Regions from separate parts of the Mus musculus genome. Here all the other regions are linked to region 2. Evidence: chromatin contacts called from public HiChIP or PLAC-seq data. All regions are on one chromosome and are shown on one strand. The core of a region is the stretch at or near the end of the contact, and the rest is flanking DNA. Distances in the headings are between cores, read along the strand shown.

What was found. HiChIP or PLAC-seq counts read pairs in DNA pulled down with a chosen protein or histone mark.
Region 1: a contact with region 2 is called in an H3K4me3 HiChIP or PLAC-seq map of the SCID.adh cell line, with 3 times the contacts expected there. The contact joins two enhancer-like sites.
Region 3: an H3K4me3 HiChIP or PLAC-seq map of forebrain shows a contact between it and region 2, with 4 times the contacts expected there. The contact joins the promoter of Gprin1 here to the enhancer-like site in region 2. A contact is called at or near these places in 5 of 39 promoter capture datasets (the 3T3-L1 cell line, the C10 cell line, embryonic stem cells and 2 more), 2 of 15 datasets of contacts at CTCF or cohesin (embryonic stem cells and large pre-B cells), 3 of 484 Hi-C or Micro-C datasets (bone marrow-derived macrophages and embryonic stem cells) and 10 of 115 datasets of contacts at active chromatin or transcription factors (craniofacial prominence, embryonic basal ganglia, embryonic forebrain and 6 more).
Region 4: a contact with region 2 is called in a FOXA1 HiChIP or PLAC-seq map of pancreatic cancer cells. The contact joins two enhancer-like sites. A contact is called at or near these places in 6 of 115 datasets of contacts at active chromatin or transcription factors (bone marrow-derived macrophages, craniofacial prominence, embryonic basal ganglia and 3 more).

Annotation. Positions count from the first base shown.
Region 1 is chr13:54,862,826-54,865,525 of GRCm38.p6, reverse strand. The region is part of intron 2 of Gm40959 (a long non-coding RNA gene); the gene reads left to right. Among named protein-coding and RNA genes, the nearest start is that of Gm40959, 10 kb to the left of the region's middle. Within about 2 kb of position 1,260, at least 18 of the 459 cell types and tissues checked have an H3K27ac peak or open chromatin away from gene starts, as enhancers often do. A contact at or near this core is called in the SCID.adh cell line, where this site is marked.
Region 2 is chr13:55,188,945-55,191,644 of GRCm38.p6, reverse strand. No RefSeq gene overlaps it. Among named protein-coding and RNA genes, the nearest start is that of Nsd1, 19 kb to the left of the region's middle. Within about 2 kb of position 1,259, at least 411 of the 459 cell types and tissues checked have an H3K27ac peak or open chromatin away from gene starts, as enhancers often do. A contact at or near this core is called in the SCID.adh cell line, bone marrow-derived macrophages, craniofacial prominence and 8 more, where this site is marked.
Region 3 is chr13:54,748,426-54,751,125 of GRCm38.p6, reverse strand. It overlaps Gprin1 (G protein-regulated inducer of neurite outgrowth 1), which reads left to right and starts at 1,252. Exons shown (of 2, transcript NM_001316710.1): 1 at 1,252-1,556.
Region 4 is chr13:54,827,347-54,830,046 of GRCm38.p6, reverse strand. No RefSeq gene overlaps it. Among named protein-coding and RNA genes, the nearest start is that of Tspan17, 39 kb to the right of the region's middle. Within about 2 kb of position 1,351, at least 20 of the 459 cell types and tissues checked have an H3K27ac peak or open chromatin away from gene starts, as enhancers often do. A contact at or near this core is called in pancreatic cancer cells, where this site is marked.

The DNA.
Region 1 (2,700 bases), core at 11-2,510, 330 kb after region 2:
AAGCAAAGTCCCCTGTCTACAGTCACACATCTCTTCTGAAGTACAGACATGGAGGCAGTCAAAGGAACCCTCTTTGCTGCTGGTATGTCCCTAATGCCAGTGAGGAGTCACTAAAACACGGTCACATGTCACTAACAATAGCAGAGGACCGCATCATCAGGTGACTTAACTACACCAACTGTAGGGAATACATGGTAGAAAAAAACAGGGAGTGGCCAGGGGCTCACCATCTTCCTAGAGGACACATCCCAGGTGTCCTAGGCTACTGTCTCAGCACAGACTTCAGTGGACGCATAAATGACGCTGGTGCTAGCATCACAGGACATGCTGTTTTACAGCGATCGTTTTGTTTGTGTGCTTGTTTGTTTGTTTGTTTGTTTGTTTTTTCGAGACAGGGTTTCTCTGTGTAGCCTGGCTGTCCTGGAACTCACTCTGTAGACCAGGCTGGCCTTGCATTCAGAAATCCGCCTGCCTCTGCCTCCTGAGTGCTGGGATTAAAGGCATGCGCCACCACTGCCTGGCTTACAGAGATGTTTTTAATCAGTAGAAATATATGCTGAAATAATGGCAAAGCTGGATACATAAACTAGTAACGTAGCATAGCCTGTCATCAGTCCTTTCCTGTCAGAGTTCTTTTCACAGCATTGCCATGAACACATGAGCTACGCTGGCAGTGCCATTACAGTGACCACAATGGCACTCAGCGGCGGAGCTTTTGGCTCTTTTAGAGTCTCCTTGATCTACCACGGAACGTGTGAGCATCCTCATTGAACTGTTCTGGGTGGCACAAGGCTCTGCAATCCCAGACTGAACAGCCACACCAAGGCCATACCTGACAGATCATTGGAGTGCTGTGGTTGACAGTGTCTGGTGAGTGTCTTCTCTGAGACCTGAGTCTCGGCGAGTTGAGTTGGTGGTGCAAGGGTCTTGGTGTAAAGTATCACAGAAGTAAATGCAAAGACCCTGGGGTGGGAGGGAGTTCAAACAACGTGTCAAGAAAGTTAGAGGAGGGAAGGAAGATTTGAGTTAGGAGAGAGAAGCAGGGCAGGCTGGGAAAGAAGTTTGTGGGGACATAGTGACGTGGGAACAGGTGGCAGAAGGCTCGGTGAGCGTGAACAGGTGGTTGCTTTGATCTTATCTACTTGGCATCACGGTTAACGAACGTCCCGATGTGGCTAGCTGCTTTCCACACCCCTCTGTCTCACCAGAGTCGTGGACAAAGGGTTCAGCAGAAAACTACACTTCCCAGCCTCCTTTGCAACCAAGTGTGGTCAATGCAGTAAAATTTTGGCCAATGAGATGTAAGCAAATGCATGCCGCCCTTCTAGGCTGCTGCCTTTAAGAGAAGGAGCTGGAGCCTCTTTTGTGCCTCCCTGTTTGTTTCCTTCCCACCTTGAATGATGACTGGAAACTGAACAGCGAGCCTGGGCCACAGGAAGACACTGGAAATGGAGGCCACCTGCTAGGAAGAAGTGGCTGAGACCCAGTGGCCTTGGAGCACCAGGGCAGGAGAGATAAGGCCCGTGAGGACTAAGCACCACCATCTTGGCTTCTAAAACACCAAAAGGATCTGCCAAGCAAAGTGATGCAGGTTGATCCCAGTGCACAGGAGGCAAAGGCAGGCAGATCTCTGAGTTCAAGGCTAGGCTGGTCTACAAAGTGAATTCTAGGTCTCTTGTTTGTTTGTTTGTTTGTTTGTTTGTTTGTTTGCAAGGGGGCACCCTTTCTTGTAGCCCAGAGCCAGCCGAGCTCCCAGGCCCACCCACTCCATGGACTTCTTCCCAGGACTTGGCAACCCAGCTTTGCCCAGGGTTCTCCCTAGCCCCAGCTCTCAGCAGAGGCTGCCCACCACCAAACACCCATCCTCATCCAGCTCCTCCCACAAGCCTCCCCTCACTTCGGGACACTCGGAATTTCTGTCCCTCCCTACCCATATTCTCCACCTCAAAGAGCAACCTGGTGATTTTTTAAAATGTAAATTAGATCACAAATCACAGCCTCCATTTTGGAACCTTCCAGGTCAATTTCAAGTGAACCCCGGACCCCGTCGGGGCCCCTCCCCTCCCCCTTTATTCCCTTGCTGTGTGTGTTCTACCTTCCCCAGCCCACCTCAGACCCTTGCCCTCAATGTTATCTGGTTGGCATGTCCTTCCCTGACCTAGCCACTCTCCAGCGCCTTGGCTCCATTCTGCATCTCTTTCTGCACTCATTGGCACTGACCTGATGTCATCTCGCTCACTTATCTGCCCACTGGCCCTCTTCCCACCCTTACTGAAGCCCTGAGCAGGTCCCCTGACCATGTGCTTAGCCACAAGGCCCTGGGGCAATGATGCCTGGCACCAACAGGGGCTTCATAAATGGATAAATGGACCACGTTCATGTTATCTTGTCTAGTCCCTGAAGCCAGGGAGACCAGAAGCTGAATGCCCAGGTAGTTGGCAGTGGTCCACCCTGGGTTCTTCCTAACCCTGCCTCCGAATCATTGCTAGGGGCAGGGAACCTGGGTGTGGCAGCTTCCTTCCCTCTTTGCGTACCTGCCTTCCTACCTTCTTTTGTAAGAAGGCAGCCACTAATATTCTCACTCTCTCCTAAGACTGACCCAAAGTCCAAGCAGTAAAATGGTTCTCTAAGCTGGTGCCTGCCTCGGGAGGGTGTGGCTCAGAGTTTTCTATCTAGAAACCGTTTTCCCAGGCTCCTCCT
Region 2 (2,700 bases), core at 10-2,509:
ATTTAATCCCAGCACTCGGGAGGCAGAATTTCTGAGTTCAAGGCCAGCCTGGTCTACAGAGTGAGTTCCAGAACAGCCAGGCTACACAGTGAAACCCTGTCTCAAAAAACAAAACAAAACAAAACAAAACCCCTATATGAATGTATTTTATGGGTGGATGTGAGTGCGGTGGTTTTGTGGGCAGGCTTGTGTCTTTGTAGAAGTCGGAAGACATGCACAAGTTGATCCTTCTTTCTACTATATGGGAGTGAATTCAGGTCACAGGATTGGCAGCAAGTGCCTTAGTCCACTGAGCCATCTTAGGAGCTCTGGGTAATCCTCTTTCATAGATAGGGAATCTGAGGATCAATCAAACTGAAGATCTGCCCTGGGCCACATGGTGGACAGTTCATTTCAGCTAGATGTGCTGGCTTCCAAGTCTCTAAAATGCTATTTATTTACTTTTTATACTGCTGGCAATCATAACTGGTAGGCTCCTAGCCACACCCTGAGACCTAAAACACTACTTACCAAAAACAAACAAACAAAAAAAAAACAAAAACAAACAAACAAACAAAAAACCCCACCTTTTGATTTCTTTCTATTTTATATTTTTATTATGCGTGTTCGTGCAGGCCAGAGTACTCCCAAGTCTTTCCTCAGGGCCATTCACCTTGGACCTGGGCTCAATGACAGCCAGCACCCCAACTCTGTATTACTGGCCATCACTAAGCTCTTTAGGTGGGTTCTACAGCTAGAACCCAGGACTTTATGCTCTCCCCTTAGCAGCTGAACTAGTCCCCACCCCCACACACCCCAAAAATATAAAATACTACCTTTTCTCCCTCTCTTTTTCCTCCCTCCTTATCCCCGCTTCCGTCTCTTTTTAAAGAGTCTCCATCCTGTGTAATCAATGCTGGTGCTGAGCTGTCTCCACACTGTCTGGTCAATGCTGGTCTTGAGTTCACGATCCTTTCAATGGTGTTACAGGCCTGAGGTACCGCAATACAGTTTAAGACACTCACAGCCTTGGATCCGTGAAGAGGTGGGATCATAACTGACAACCACGTAAGACTCAGCAAAAGGACACAGTGTCCTGGCACCAGGTTTGGGGACGCTTCTTCCAGTCAGCGGGACAGGACCGGGGGAGGCTAAGCCTCAGCTCCCCGGCAGGGCGTCCTGCAAACCCGCGATAAAGCTGCAGACAACACCACGCGGCCGCAGCGGCCACACGTGGGACTGCATTCGGGGGAGGGTGGCTAAGACTCGTCTTTGTCACATGGCTGCCACAGGCCAATCGGCGGCCACCCCAGCCAAGGCCATGACGTTGGTGCGGGATGAAGAGCCTTGGGAAAAAGGTGAGCTTTGCAAACTGGGCGGAGTCGGGAAGAGACTGCCAATTCTTGTCCAGACCAGTTCGCCCCGGATCCGGCTGTCGCTGTGCCCATCAATCTATCTGGATTTGCCACTCCCTGATAGCAACGCTCCGAGTGGAGGATCCTGGGCTCCTCCTGTCCGACCTCGTGCTTCCTTGAGTTTTTGTGCCTCTTGCTCCGCTAGAGTACCAACTCTTACTCCTCTTTCTTTTCTCCCGCAATCTCCACCCCACCCTTTTTTTTTTTAAACCGGCTCCAGGCCCAGCCTCTTTTCCTGTCTCCTGCCCTTCCCTCAAGGCGGCCTTTGTCCCCGCTGTAATCTGGCTCCAGATCTCTGATAGTGCTACTGTGGTGAATCTGCTGGCCTTTGTGAACCTTTGTTTCACTTCCAGCCACACTGACTATAAAAACTGTGGGGTTTCCAGAGCTTCCTGGCTTCTTCTGATCCCTTCTTAGGTGATGTTTCCATGAAATTGGCCTGCCTTCACTTTCCCCACCGTGACCTCCCTTCGACACTTCTGTGCTCTCCCAGACAGCCAGACGCAGCGTGTCCTTTTCCTGGGGGTGGGGGTGGGGTCCTCATCTACTTTTGCTCCTCCTAAACCACGGAGGAGCAACGCCTGAGCTCACTCTATCCCAGATTTGCCTGAATGTATGTTTCACGGCTACAGGTTCAATGTAAGCCATACATTTAGTAAGTAAGTATTGGGGACTGGGTGTGTAGTTCAGCTCTGTAGCGCTCATCTAGCATGCTCTGGGTCCTGGGAGCCATCCTCAGTTAAAGCTGTGTTCCTGTTTCATATATCTAAATACATATTTACGGGGCATGTTAGTTGCTTGAATATTTTGGCCTCTTGTAAAAAGCACAGTGAGTGTAGTAAATACATGATAAAGAATCCTTTGGGGTTGGGGGGTGCTGGTGTGATGGCTCAGCAGGTAAGAGCACTCACTGACTGCTCTTCCAGAGGTTCTGAGTTCAAATCCCAGCAACCACATGGTGGCTCACAACCATCTGTAATGGGATCTGACGCCCTCTTCTGGTGTGCCTGTGAAAGACCCTCGAGGGAAGACCCTCACTCAGACACTCAAGTCCCGGGACAGCCGCGTACCCAAGAAGACACTGAGACCATACATAAAATGTAGAAGGCAAGATTTAATAAGGCAGCAACATGAAAGCACACAGACCAGAGCTCTGGGGTCGAAATAAAGCAGCAACATGGAAGCACACAGAGCTCTGGGGTCGAAACTCATACACCTTAGCACAGGGTAGAGGAGTCTCGACGGTCAGCCAGAATTTTTCACAGGCTTATATAGTAAAACTCAAAGGGGGAGAACTGGGCAGGGA
Region 3 (2,700 bases), core at 3-2,502, 440 kb after region 2:
AAATCAAAGCTGGTTCTTGCCACTTTTGTGTGTCTCATGGACCTCCCAAGCCTCGGTTCCTTCCTGCTTGCCAGAAAGCCAATAATACTCACCTTGAGGGGGCATCTGGCAATAGGTGAAATGATGAATGTGGACCAGGGTTTGTAAATTCTGAAGCTAAGTACCCTCTTGGGCAGTGGAAAAACCATTTTCAGCACCAAGAAAATAGGAGAGCGACTCTTCTGTGCGCTGTCCGTGGTCCTGAAAACGGGTCCGTGCTCTCCGACATAAATTCCATTGTTTTGAGATTTTTTTTGGAAACAAAGTCTTGCTAGTTTTATTATATCAGTCTTGTCCAAGCTGATCAAGTACTCACTATATAGATCAGGCTGGCTCAGAACTCAGGATTACCGACCTGCTCTAGACACCTGAGTGCTGGGATTACAGGCAGTGTCGCTACTCCTGGCTTTTCCTGTGGATTTTAAATGTTCACTTGCCATCTAGATTTTCTTACTGTTATTAAGGTAAGGTAAACAGATAAGCAATGGTTACTAAAACATAAGCCCAAGTGTGGGGCTTCAGAAAGTGGCCTGTATAAATTTGCAACCCCAATTCGACCTACTAAGGAATGGTGTGACCACAAACAAGAAACTTAGCCATATTTGAAAAAAAAAAAAAGTGCGCAGACTATTCACTTGGCCTGATTGGACATGGAAGCCATTGACACCTAAAAGTCAAATTTTAGCTCTGTGTCCCTGTCTAAGATTTTCATTTGCATTAGTAATCTAGCAAGTGGCTTCACAGTTCAGGCACAGGGATCTTTTTACCACTTCCAAGATATCACAGAGTTCGCATCTGAGAAGTCCAAGGACAGGGTCCCACTCCTCTGCTCAAATGTAGAGAGAAACAGGCAGCGAGTCCTCACGCCTTCAGCGGTTCACTCAAGTGGACTCCTAAACACCTTCTTTCAAGCACTTTCTTTTTTAAGATCGCTATGAGGCGATTTAATACTAGTTACAGACGTAAAAACTGAGGCTCAAAGAGGCGAGGTGACTTGTTGGAGAGTATCCAGGAGGAGGAGACCGGGCATACCCAGACCAGAGAGGGTGGGCGGACTCCCCGTCGGGGAGGCTGCTGCAGGGAGGACGCCGAGCGCCTCCCAGCCCAGGGCCGCCACTCGCCGGAGCGTGGGCAGCAGCGAGACAAAGGGCCGGGGGCGGGGCGGAGGGGGCAGAGGCCGGAAGTGCGGCCGAGAGGGACGCGGGAAATTTCCTCGCTGAGGCAGCAGGCAAATCGGGAAGACCGGGGTTTCGGTGCGGCCGCCGCCCGTGCGCCCGCGGTGCTCCCAGCTGAGCACCAGGCGGGCGCGCGGTCCCCAGGGCCGGGCGGCGTCTGCCGGCCCTCGCGCGCCCCCGCGGCGCCCCCTCCCGGCTCCCGAGTGCACCCAGCGCGCATGCCCGGGGCGGGGCGCCCAGCCGACCAGGGACGGCGCGGAGTCGGGTCCGCCCGCCAGCGCGGCCGAGGAGCACCGGGGTGGTCTGCGCGGCGCGAGCCGGAGCTACGAGGAGCCGGCGCGGGTAAGCTGCGGGCGCGCGTTGGGCCGTAGGGCGCGCGGACCGGGGCCGCTGTCCAGGGTCCTGGGCCGCGCCGGGCATCGGGCTCGGGCTGCGGGGCGGGGGCGGCGGGGCGGGGCGCGGTGGGGCGGGGCCCCGGTGAACGGCCCCGGCCTGTGGTGTGGGCAGAGGCCGCCCCGCGTCCAGCTCCGCTGCCCGCCGCTTTGTTCCGCACCGCGGTGCGGGAGGGGGCGATTCCCGCCACCGGGGGGAGGGGCCGCTCTCATTGATTCATCCCACCCCGTCACACACCCAGTGTGGCACACAGTCCTGGACGTGGTCACACACCGCGTTCATGCTTGGGAACCTCATTTTTGGACGATGCCAAAGGTATACACACATACACACGCGAACACACACACACACACACACACACACACACACACACACACACACACACGGGCTTTGGTCATTCCATCAGATTCACACATCCGGCCACCTGTGCAACCCACCTAGTGCAACCCAGGTGAGGCTACGCACTCAGAGCATCAATCCTGGATCCAAGTCAGCAATACTCTAACCGACATCCAACCTCACTGCTCCGGCTCGTGCTTACGCCCCTCCTGTACCCTCCACCCTGGAGCAGGCTGTGACCCTGTGCACACCCTTGCATTGTCTCTTAGCCTGCTGCTCTTTTTCAACTGGCACTAGCACAAGTCCGCACACCTTTGAGCATCCATCCTTGCCCTTCTGTGGCTTGGTGGATGAACACATGGACAGATGGCCTGGGGAGTGTTTCTCAAAGAAGGCCTTTTGTTACAGACTCCTTCACCTGCAGCAGCTGCCGGGCGGGGGGGGGGGTCGCCGTGGGGTGGGGGGACACTAGGAGATGACAGGACAAGTGGCAGAAGACTGGGATTTTTTTCAGTCACACTCACAAATGTACACAAGCCTTTGTCAGTCTTGTTACCATAGCAGGAGATGTTTGCAGGTGCCTAGCAGCTCTGGCCCTGGCTGGGGGTGTAGAGATGACTCCAGACTGGGAAGAAATCCTAGAGGAAAAGGGAAAGCCAGGCTGGCCTCCTATCTCTGCATTCACAGGACCGCCCTGCGTGTGAGCCAAACACAAGGACCTATGCACCCAGGCTAGCTCCCGCAAGGTGAGACT
Region 4 (2,700 bases), core at 102-2,601, 360 kb after region 2:
GATAGGACCCCAACTTGATGTTGGGTATTCAATAAAGAAGGACTTGATGTAAACAGCGGAAAGATAAGGATGCCAAACGCGATAACAAACTGGCCTGGCTGTTCCGATTCTGTCTCACATCTCTTGGTATTCCTTCCCAGGCTCCCAGAAGCCTGTCTCACCCTGGGGCATCCCTCTGTGATAAGGCAGTGAGCGGTGGGCCGTCCTCTTCTCTTCTGTAGGTCTTCCTGCGGATGGTCAGGTTTCTGATGCTGGTCGGGTTCAGGCTTCACACGTGGAGTCTTAGCTGCTGTTTTCACCTGTGTCCTCCCTTCAAGCTTCCAATTTCCTTCAGCAATCTGCTAACGAAAGTTAGCCCCGCCCACGAGCTCTTAGAGCTCGTCCTGCAGGCTTTGTTTCCCTACAGGGTTTCCAGCTGGCTGGCTACTGGGCAGACTTAGTTCAAAGTTTGCCTCCCACAGTCCGCAGTATTCTCCGGTCAGGCGTCAGCGTCTGGTCTTAGGACAGTTGCTCAGGGTTTCCCAAGAGGGCTTCACAGAGGATCTCTGTGCAGCAGGGGTTTTGAAATGGCTTCTCGCTTCTGCTTCATTGGGAGCTCTAAGGAGAGTGTTTTATATTCAAGCAGCTGAGATTAAACCTGCCTGCCCTTTCTAGTTATGTGTTAAGGGCAAAAATCTCAATGTCCATCACCCTAACGGTGCTTGCGTGTGAGACAGGGACTCTAGGGAAGGTGGCGGGATGAAGTGTAACCAATGTCTGTAGAGTAGAGGTTTTTTGTTTTTTGTTTTTGTTTTGTTTTTTGTTTTTGTTTTGGTTGGTTGGTTTTGTTTTTTTTTTTTTTTTAATCTTGGAATGAAGCACGTGGTACACGCTTAAGACGCCATGGCAGCTCTTTTTTTGTTGTTGTTGTTGTTGTGGTGGTTTTGGTTTTGGTTTTGGTTTTGGTTTTTTCGAGACAGGGTTTCTCTGTATAGCCCTGGCTGTCCTGGAACTCACTCTGTAGACCAGGCTGGTCTCGAACTCAGAAATCTGCCTGCCTCTGCCTCCGAGTGCTGGGATTAAGACGCCATGGCAGCTCTAGATGGTCAATTACGCTGTTCAGTTGCAGAGTTCTGAGCTGACAGCTATGGAGATCAGATTGCGCTCACGTTAAGCGAAATGGGAAGATTCTCTTTGGGGGCCCTCAGATTCCCAGGTAACTGTGGGGTCAGGTATGAGAACACTGGGGACTGAAGGCTAGCATGAGGTTCTCAGCTGAGGCTACTTCCCTCCCTGAAGTAAGGGCTGAGCTACTTACTGTTGGACTTCTGCCACAGAAGGCAGGCTCTAGGGATGCCCTTGTTGAGACCACACCTACTTTGGGGGCGGGCTCTTTCCCGAGGGAACAGAATACAGCCAGGGAGGAGTGCTGGGAGGATTCTGCAAGCCCTCCCTCCCTGATGAAAAAGGCCTTCTTCCTTACAGCTACAACCATAAGCACTTAACCCAGTCTCTCAGCACCTCAATCTTTTAGCTTTAAATTAAGGTCGTGAGTGATAGAAACTGAAGACTCCAGCCAATAATGTAAAAAAAAGAAAAGAAATATAACTTGGACTGGGACCCTAAGCTAGTGCTCGATTATAAAATACTGTTATTATTATTATTATACTACACATGGATGCTCTTCCAGTCTCACGCTCACCCCTGGGTGTTATTATTGACCTTGCACTCCAGATAGAAAAACTTACAGGGACTCATTGATTTAGCCAAGGACACAGCAGGGCCCAGGTTCCAAGCATTGAAAGATTGTTTGGCTTCCTCATGAGTCAGATCCATTATCAAGGCGGGGCATGGGGGGGCGGGGCGCGGCTGGGGAGGGAGTGGACCCGGAGGGGAAGGAGGCGAGGGTGCCTGACTGTTGGGAAAGCCACTCAGCTGACCAGAATAGAACAGGTAACTTGGGGATAAAGTGGTCTTGTGAAAAGGAGGATATGGGGGCCCTTCCATCTGAGATCTTCCACATTTTTTTTAAAGATTGTATTTATTTTATGTATGAGTACACCATTGCTCTCTTCAGACACAGCCCAGAAGAGGGCATCAGATCCCATTACAGATGGTTGTGAGCCACCATGTGGTTGCTGAGATTTGAACTCAGGACCTCTGCAAGAGCAATCAGTGCTCTTAACCGCTGAGCCATCTCTCCGGCCTGCTTCCATATGTTGAAGCAAGGCACAGTATACAGAGTGGGTCCCCACGCATGTGCAAAGTGTGTCTGTTCTCAGCACACATGTACCTCGATCTGTGATTTTTCTCATGAGGAATGTCAACTGTTTCTCAAGAGACTATGAAAATAAGAATTCTGTTGAAACACCTAGCCATTTGTGCCTAGGGGCTAGCATAGATCCCAGGGTCTGGGGTCATGAGGTATAGAGGACAAAACCTGAGCCAATCAGACATTCTGGTCCTATCCAGAGGGCACAGCTGGGAAAGGCAGGACCAGGAAAGGCTGCCAAGGGCAAGGTGCCCAGGACAAGGTTCAGAGGTCAGGGGGCCACTGATGCTGGGGGCAGCTGACCAGAGTGGATGACAGCCACACAGGGTCAGGGCCGTTCTCAGGATGTGACAACTCTCAGGCAGCCGAGGCTTCCCTTGCTCTTTTTCTTTTCTTTTCTTTCTTCCTCTTTTTCCACTTAGGAAAAAGCTGTAATGAGACAAACCCAT